Regions from separate parts of the Phocoena phocoena genome. Here region 1 is linked to region 2. The links are chromatin contacts, called in public Hi-C maps. All regions are on one chromosome and are shown on one strand. Each heading gives the region's core, a stretch centred on a gene start, on an enhancer-like site or on the middle of the called end of the contact. The rest is flanking DNA. Distances are from core to core; before and after follow the strand shown.

Evidence for each region. A called contact is a pair of places that touch in the nucleus more often than the background predicts.
Region 1: a contact with region 2 is called in a Hi-C map of kidney, with 6 times the contacts expected there. The contact joins the promoter of NPL here to the promoter of RGS16 in region 2. A contact is called at or near these places in 2 of 2 Hi-C or Micro-C datasets (kidney and lung).

What each region holds. Positions count from the first base shown.
Region 1 is chr1:138,571,608-138,575,708 of mPhoPho1.1, reverse strand. It overlaps NPL (N-acetylneuraminate pyruvate lyase), which reads right to left and starts at 1,389. Exons shown (of 12, transcript XM_065876683.1): 1 at 1,385-1,389.
Region 2 is chr1:138,394,080-138,398,485 of mPhoPho1.1, reverse strand. It overlaps RGS16 (regulator of G protein signaling 16), which reads left to right and starts at 1,338. Exons shown (of 5, transcript XM_065875247.1): 1 at 1,338-1,390; 2 at 2,274-2,384; 3 at 3,171-3,235; 4 at 3,525-3,691. The coding sequence starts at 1,347.

The DNA of each region.
Region 1 (4,101 bases), core at 140-2,639, 180 kb before region 2:
TCCCCACTGCTACCTACCTTGTGCTGGCTTGTCCGGCTCTCCCACCCGGAATGGCAACATCTCCCACTTCAGCTCCTTCAGTATAACCAACTTTCAGAACTCACCTTAAAAACTAGAGAACATTCTCTGATTCCCTAAATGAAAATAACTTCTTACTCTTCAGAATTCCCTCAAACGTTTGTTTTTCATTAAAAACTTTACATAAGAGATATTTAGCAAGGTAGTTTTGGCTCGTCCGTCTAGAGTGTAAGCCATCAGGGGGCAAGAACAGCTTCAAAAATCTGTCTTTGCACAGAGCAATACACCAAGTAAACGAGCAAAGACTGCTGGCTTTGTAAACTGTGAAACTGCTACAGGAAGAGATGGGGTAAAAAATCACAACAACCGTAACTGAGAATGATCCAGATTTTGTGAATTCGAGTTTTAAATAAAAACTGGGTAAGGTTATGCTTTCAAATTCGTCATAGTTTGTATCAAAAACAAATAGAGGGCTTCCCTGGTGGCACAGTGGTTGAGAGTCCGCCTGCCGATGCAGGGGACACGGGTTCTTGCCCAGGTCCGGGAAGATCCCACATGCCCCGGAGCGGCTGGGCCCGTGAGCCATGGCCGCTGGGCCTGCGCGTCCGGAGCCTGTGCTCCGCAATGGGAGAGGCCGCAACAGTGAGAGGCCCACGTACTGCAAAAAACAAAAACAACAACAAAAAAACCCACAAATAGAATGTTCTCCAGCCTAAGGCTTAATATGAATTTAGAATGTTACTACTGAAACACTTGGGCAGGGCCTATTACTCTCGAAATCTTACACCTTTATCCACAGACAAGAACCCTTAGTGCAAAGAATTCAGGTTGCCTAAGTCAAATTCTCTTAAAAGGTAAAAGTTAAAAAAAAAAAATCTCTGGGGAAGGTGGAGGAGGAGGATGCAGCTCTGGGCATGAGGAATCACTAGAGAGAGAAATATTAATACTTGGAAAGGAAGAAACAAATAGAGAACCTAAACAAACAAAAATGCAGAAATACAATTTCCCATCAAATGAAGGGACTGTATCACACTTAATCACTAAACTCTCTTCCCCCCAGTGGCTGCCTCTGATCATTTTGAAAAAAGGATCCTTAGGGCCCGGCTCTGTGGTCTGGACAGAATCCAGGGGAGTGGGTCCCTCCACCCCGCCCGTACAGACACTCGTCCGGGCCGGGAAGGTGTCACGTTCACACTTCCTCAGGCTCCATTTCCCAGCTCCCCTGTCTTGCCCTTTGCGTCCGGCCGTCGGCGCCTCACCCACCGCCGAGTCCAGTGCCCCGGCCCTCTACCCCCGTTCCCTGGCTGTCGGTCAGTCTCTATCCGTCCGTCCGTCCGTCAGTCCACGCCTGCGTTGCCGCTCTCACCCAGACGCCGCTGGTTCACCTCCGCCGCTGCGCGCCGCGCTCCCAACCGCGCTCTTTATCGCCGGGGCCGCGCACCACGTGCCCGCCCCGCCCCGGGGCCTTGGGGCTGTAGCGCCGCCCCACGCTCCCAAAGCGTTAGGCAAAGGTGGAGCTCCCTGTTTTTGAGGGGGCCCCCGAACGCCGGGGCCTGAATGAACATGGGCGCGCAGTCGCAGCTTCCTGATAGTTGCGAGCATCTGAACTTGCACTTGGGTGCCCGCAGCGCGTGCTCACCCGCGGCTCGGCTCTGCTGCAGCCCCCCTTCTTCTGCTAGGCCTTTCCTAGCACTTCCGCGTCCTGGGCTCTCTTCCGTCTTAACTTTTCTTCTGTCCAGGGCCCTGCAACAACAGGTATTTTGTGGTCCACTTGCAGGAACGTCAAGAGTTTATTTTCTAATATCAAGTGCTGTGTTAATCAGAAACACAGCCATAAACAAGTCCTCAGCTTTCTCTTGCTGATGTGAATTAACCTCAAATTTCTATAAAAGGCAATGGCTGATGCTTGTTTCATTTAGAAAAAAATGAATTTCTCAAAGTGCTTTCTGGTTTGCAAAGTGCTTTTATATCCATTAGGATAATTCTTTCATTGCACACAGCACCAGAAATTAATTCATTAATGAATTCATAAAACAGTTCTGTGTGGTGGGTACTATTTTTTAAATTCATATTTTACAGATGAGGACGCATTCTCCCATTTTATAGATCAGAAACCGATGTTTAGACAGTTAAGTGATTTGCCAAAGGCCATAGACCCAGTGAGTGGTTGAGCCGTAGGTTGATTTCAAGTAGTCTGGGAGCTGTTACTATTAACTGCTATTCTGTTATCCTGCAAAAAAGGAAGGAAGGAAGAAAGAGTCCTAGTGACACCTATTTGTTTTGTAGTGTTAAAAAGAATATTATATTCCAAGGGGACAATGTTAGTATTTTTTTAGTCATATTTTAATATATGCAAAATTAAGTATTTCAACACCCAAAAGATATAAGCCATTAGGGTTAATATTGTCAGCCAAAAAGCCAGTATTCTGAATATATTTTATATAATGTTTTATAAATAAATACATGTTTATATAAATGTTTATATATATTTGGTAGTACACAGCAGTTCCTTATTATAATGTGTTAGGATTTGCTAAGAAGCAGATGCTAAAATGGGAGTTGCTGTGCAGGGAGATTTTTGGGGAGAAGGAGCAGGAAAAGGCAGGGAGAGCCTTTAGGTTGTCATAGAGGGCTGACACCCTTGGAAGGAGAGATGGAAAGAAAGAGGGGAGGGTAGAAAGAGTCTCATTAGAATGGAGGGCAGTGCACATCCCAGTATCCACTATCTGCCCTGAAGAAACTCACAGCCTCTACTGTGAATTGTAGGAAAGGCATTTATTTTAAAAAAAATATACAGACCTGTGCAAAGATGCTAAGAAACCCTGAGGGGAGACTCTCAGTGGGCTAGTTGAGTGGGTGTGTGTTTATGTGTAAGTGTGTGCATGATGAGGCAAGAGAGTGTTTCAGGAAAGTCTTCCTGCGGGGGAGGTGACACCTGTCCTAGACAATTGAGTAGGCCTTAGAAGGGAGAGACAATAAAATCTCACTGCTGGCCTAAAGTCCTCTGACACTTTTCTGATGAGTGGCAAGGGCTCTGTGACATTTCATCTCTTGTTATCCAGTATTATTTAATCACCTTTATTAACTTTTCATGCTTTTGTTTCCTGCCCCCTAACACCACTGTGATGGTGCTCCAAGCAGGCACCGGGTCCTATTTCTTTGTTTTTTATTTTTATTTTCCCACAGTGCAGAGAGCATAGTGTCTGTCCACCTGCAGGCCAGGAGTGTGGGGTTTGGAGGCATTGACTCCCTTCAACTCTCCTTTGTTTTTTAAAAAATATTGGGGTTCCACATCATATTTTGTTCACTGTAACTCAGGTTTGAAACTCGGTGATGTAGAGGAAAGAGCTTGGGGGATATAGAGCACTGTAATTGATCAGATTGGCCACATGTTCCATCGTTGGATCAGGATGTGGAGCCAGGCTCCTGGACTGAGGTAAAGGGTGGTTTCCCAGAAAGGTTGCACTCACCTTCTTGGGAGGTTGCTGAAAGGTTCTAGAACCAATTTGAATGTATGTGTGTCAGGGAGGGGGTTTTCCCACACTGACAAGGAGCAGTTCCCTGACACCAGCTGGGTATCCTGTAATTTAACTCAGTTCTTACACTGTTAACCCAGAGCATCAGATTCCACAAGGGTTCAGTCCTGCCCTCCACTTCAGCTGCCACTTTAGAGCCGGGTTGATACCTGTGCTTCTCACCAACTGGCTGTAAATCAGAGGTTCCCATGACCCCCTCCTTGGGTTGGATTAATTTGCTAGAGGGGCTCATAGAACTCAGAGAAACATTTTCCTTACTAAATCACCGCTTTATTATAAAAGCATACAACTCAGGCACAGCCAGATGGAAGAGATGCATAGGGCAAGGCGTGGGGAAAGGTTGACGAGCTCCCATGCCTCCCCAGCTGACCACTCTCTGAGTGAAACCGAGCAGGGCCCTGTGGGCCTCCAGGGCACGGAAGCCACTTTTTGTCCCCTATTTCTTTTTTTATTTTTATTTTTGCGGTACCCGGGCCTCTCACTGCTGTGGCCTCTCCCGTTGCGGAGCACAGGCTCCGGACGCGCAGGCTCAGTGGCCATGGCTCAC
Region 2 (4,406 bases), core at 89-2,588:
TATCCCTAGATGGCACACTCTTAACTTCAAGTGCAGCCTCTTAACAGCAATCCCAAAGGGAAGTGAGGGGCAATGGGGTGGCTGTGATGCCTTTATGGGAAAGTGAGGAGAGAGGCAGAGCATTTATTACCTTTATCTCAGGGATGAGGATGCCGAACTAGCTAGCAACTGCTTAAAGGCAGGATCATTCACTGGTTCCGGAGGTGGTGGGATTCTAATCTGCGGAGGGGCAGTGAAAAAGCATGGTAAATTCATATTTGACTTCTGGCAAGACACTTACTGTGTGACTTTGAGCAAGTTATTTAACCCGAGTCTTAGTAAAAAAGTACACAGTAGAACTTCCCTGGTGGCGCAGTGGTTGAGAGTCCGCCTGCCGATGCAGGGGACACGGGCTCGTGCCCCGGTCCAGGAAGATCCCACATGCCGCGGAGCGGCTGGGCCCGTGAGCCATGGCCGCTGAGCCTGCGCGTCCGGAGCCTGTGCTCCGCAACGGGAGAGGCCACAACAGTGAGAGGCCCGCGTACTGCAAAAAAAAAAAAAAAAAGTACATAGTAGATGCTCAATAAAGCCAGCCACCACCCCCAACCTTTGTCTGCTATTTCTAACTCTGATCTTGGGCACGTCTCTCTAACGTTCTGACTCAGTTTCTTCATCTATAAAATGGAGGTGATGATGACAAAGGGCTTACTTAGTTGACCCGTGGCCATTTGGGTAGGAGCACAGTAAATGGAAGTTATCAGTATAACCATGATGCTCTCTTGCCTGGCTTGCATCCTGTGCTCCGGTCCTGCAGGACCCAACAGACTCAGGCTCAGGCTGTGCTCGACACCGTGCGTGCCTCCCCGAGGAGGCACTTCAACACCAATCCTCCTGGCACTGCTGAGCTGGTTTCCTGCTTTTACTAGCGGCAGAAGGTGGTTTTTTTTTTTTTCCCCCTACTAAACTGGGTGTGCGCTTCTCTTCTCCGTGTGAGTTCTCTGCCGCTTCTCCCTCCCCACGCTGGTGTCCGCCAAGAGGAGGGGGTTAGCCCCGTGAGCACCCCCGTGGTGTGAAGGTTGCACGAGGGTAGCGGCGCATCCCGGGCAGGGAGCCCCGCCCCGTCGAGCTCCAGGCCCCTCCTGCGCCTTCGCCCGCGCTCAGTACCGCTCTCCAATTGGTCGGCGGCGCGCAGCCCCGCCACGCCCCCTCCAAGGCAATAAAAGCCGCTGGCTCGGCGCAAGCAGTTGAATAAACCCAATCTGAGCAGACAGGCGCTGCCCGCTGCTGCTCTGCCTCCTCGCGCCCTGCGGTGCCCGCTGGAGCCCGTCACCATCCTCCACACGACGTGCTGCCCTGCACCCGCAGCCATGTGCCGGACCCTGGCCGCCTTCCCCACCAACTGCCTGGAGAGGTAAGAGCAGCTTGTCCAGCTGCCTGGAGGAAGAACAAGTCCCACCAACCTTAGGGAGTGCAGCGGCGGCAGGCTTGCAGACCTGGGTGGGCTGGAGAATGGGACGCAAGTGACGAGAGGCAGAGGTCAACTTGGTTCCACGTTCTCAGATGCCTCCTTCGAGTCTTAGAGAAGGATGGGCGACGAGAACGGAGAAGGCAAAGCAAAGGGAAGCAGAGGAACCACTGCTTACTGCCATTCCCCACCCTCTGACAAGTGGCACTTCTACTCAGGTGACCCAGCTTCAGGAAAACCACGGTGGCATCACCAGGCAGAACCGAGTCTTCCCCGGTTTCTTAAGCACTTGGTTTTCATTCTAAGTCATAGGTCTAGGGGCCCTCTGGCCCTGGAAAGGCAGGGAAGTGTTTTTCAGCAGCCCCCCCTGTGAGGGATGTGCCCGCTTCCCAGGGAGCTATTCACCGACTCCAATCCTCGCTGGAGCTGGGAAGGAAAAAGTAAAGAGGAAGGCAGAAATCAGCTTCCACACAGTTCCAGAAATATTTGTGACAAGTCTAAGAGAGTGCTGACCTGCCTTCTGCTAATCAACAGGCACAAAGATGGATCAGTGTGACTTAAGTAGGCAAAAGCCCATGTGTGCTGTACTGTAGACCCAGAAAGTATAAGACCTACCGAGGCACAGCTTAAATATTGCTTTCATTGTTTCTGGGTTCATGATACCGCTGAGAGAGGCAACGTTTAGGCCCTGGGAACAGTTACGGGTTCCCAGGAACCCCAAGGCTGGAATTTGAGTGACACTAACCTGAGCTCTTCTGGGACCTCATAAATCTCTCTGCCCTGGCTGAGCGAGTGGAGAATCCTCACAAGCTCGTGCTTTGTCTTCCAGAGCCAAAGAGTTCAAGACACGGCTGGGGATCTTTCTTCACAAGTCAGAACTGGGCTCCGGTACTGGGAGTGTTGGCAAGTTCGAGTGGGACAGTAAACACAGTAAAGAGGGGTAAGTCCTGCTGAACAGCCTAGGGCCCCTAGAGGGAGGGAGCCAGATTCAGGAAAGGAGTCCTGAGAAGGAAAATACCAGGAGAAATTAGGACATGTCAGCGTGGACGTTGGTGACCTTTTCCTAGAGATTGTAATGGAGCTGGTCATAGCCGGTCTGCTAGGGCTGCCTGGCTCATGGGAGACTGCATGGATGGCTCCAGGCTTCTAATTCCACCAACAAATGAAGATACCCAGGGCCTGAATGTCTAGTTACCAGACTCTCGCACCTGGAGATGTCATTGCACATGCAACCAGGGCAAGGGCAGGGTCCAAGGCCACTGGAGGGTTTTAAATTAGTGACTACTTCCACTGACATGCACTTTACCTGGAAGCCCTTTTATACTGACCATCAACTGTGCCAGGTGCTGCGTTAGGCTCTGGGGTTATGGGTAGACATAACCTCTATTCATAAGACCCTTATTTCCTTAAGAAAGTATACAAAACAAGCTCTGAGAGTCAGGGGGCTAGAAAGAATTTTGGACAGTGAAGAACACAGTCTTAGATATTTAATGAGGGCCAGAAGTTCTCTGCTTTGGTTTCTGGTTACTGAGCTGTCCTCTAGAAAACACGACTATTTCCCTGAACCCCAACTAAGATTTTGAGGCATCAGCTCCAATAATTATCCAATTATACAATTGTGTGAATTATACAACTTCCATCAGCGTTCTGGCTAGGATTTGTGCTGTGCAGTAGTTTGTTGATTTTTTTTTTTTTAATTAAAATCCTGCCTTTTTTTTTTTTTTAGCAGAAACTTCTCAGAAGACGTGTTGGGGTGGAGAGAGTCATTTGACTTGCTGCTGAGCAGTAAGAGTGAGTGGGACCCTGTTGTGTCCTGTCTGTGGATGGCACGTGTGTGCCCATGTGCCGGGGAGGCAGCCTGAGGATGCTAAAAGTGTGGGCAAAATAGCAGTAGTAGTAATAATAATAATGATCCCCTAGTGTGCCAGCCTCTATTCAGAATACAAAGGCAGGTCCTTGTTGGAGAAAATTACATCCTAAAAATAGACCATTAACTACAATTGCTGTCTTTTCTTCTTCTATTCCCGGCTGGCTGTCCCCGCTGTCTGACCTGTCTCTTCCTCTCTCCCTGCAACCCCAGATGGAGTGGCCGCCTTCCACGCCTTCCTGAAGACAGAGTTCAGCGAGGAGAACCTGGAGTTCTGGCTGGCCTGTGAGGAGTTCAGGAAGCTCCGGTCAGCTACCAAGCTGGCCTCCCGGGCTCACAGGATCTTTGAGGAATTCATCTGCAGTGAAGCCCCCAAAGAGGTCAGAGCCGTGACATATGCCAGGGATCCTGCAGACCCTGCCTGCTCCTTGCCCACTGAGAATCGGGGATGGTGGGGGGCCAGCAAGGAAAGGGCCGAGTTTAGAAATACAGTGACCTCATTTGGCACAGGAGGCTGGAGACTATAAAGCCAGGCTTCGGGCCACCCCTGCCTCCTTTTACCCTCATGCTCACCAGTGGGACCGGAGGGGTTGGCGGGGTTTTTTTGGCTTCTGTCCATATGCACTTCTGTAAACGAAGCCCTTTTTAGAGCTCAAAACACTTACACAACTGGGGAGACAGGTCATCATAGGATAACCTGGCTCAGTCCCCTTGTTGACCTGCCTCAGGTCTGTGGTCTGTGGACCTTTTAACCTTCCCCCAGGCCTCCACTGTGTTTGATAGAGAATATGGCGCCACCTTGTGGAGAGAGAGTAGTAATGCCTTGCTCTTGTATCTGTACAATATATTTTCTGAGCACTTTTATTTATTCCATAAAGATTTGTTGAGCATCAGTTACATGCAAGACAGTATTATAGACATTGAGGATATGGCAATGAACAAAAAGTCTCTACCCCAGTGGGAGAATGTGACAATAACCAATTAAGTAAATATTGTCAGGGAATGATCTCTGCTCTGATAAAAACAAAGCAGGATATGGAAGGGAATACCAGAGTACGGGGTGGGAGGATGTGAGGTCTTTCCGATTTATAAAGG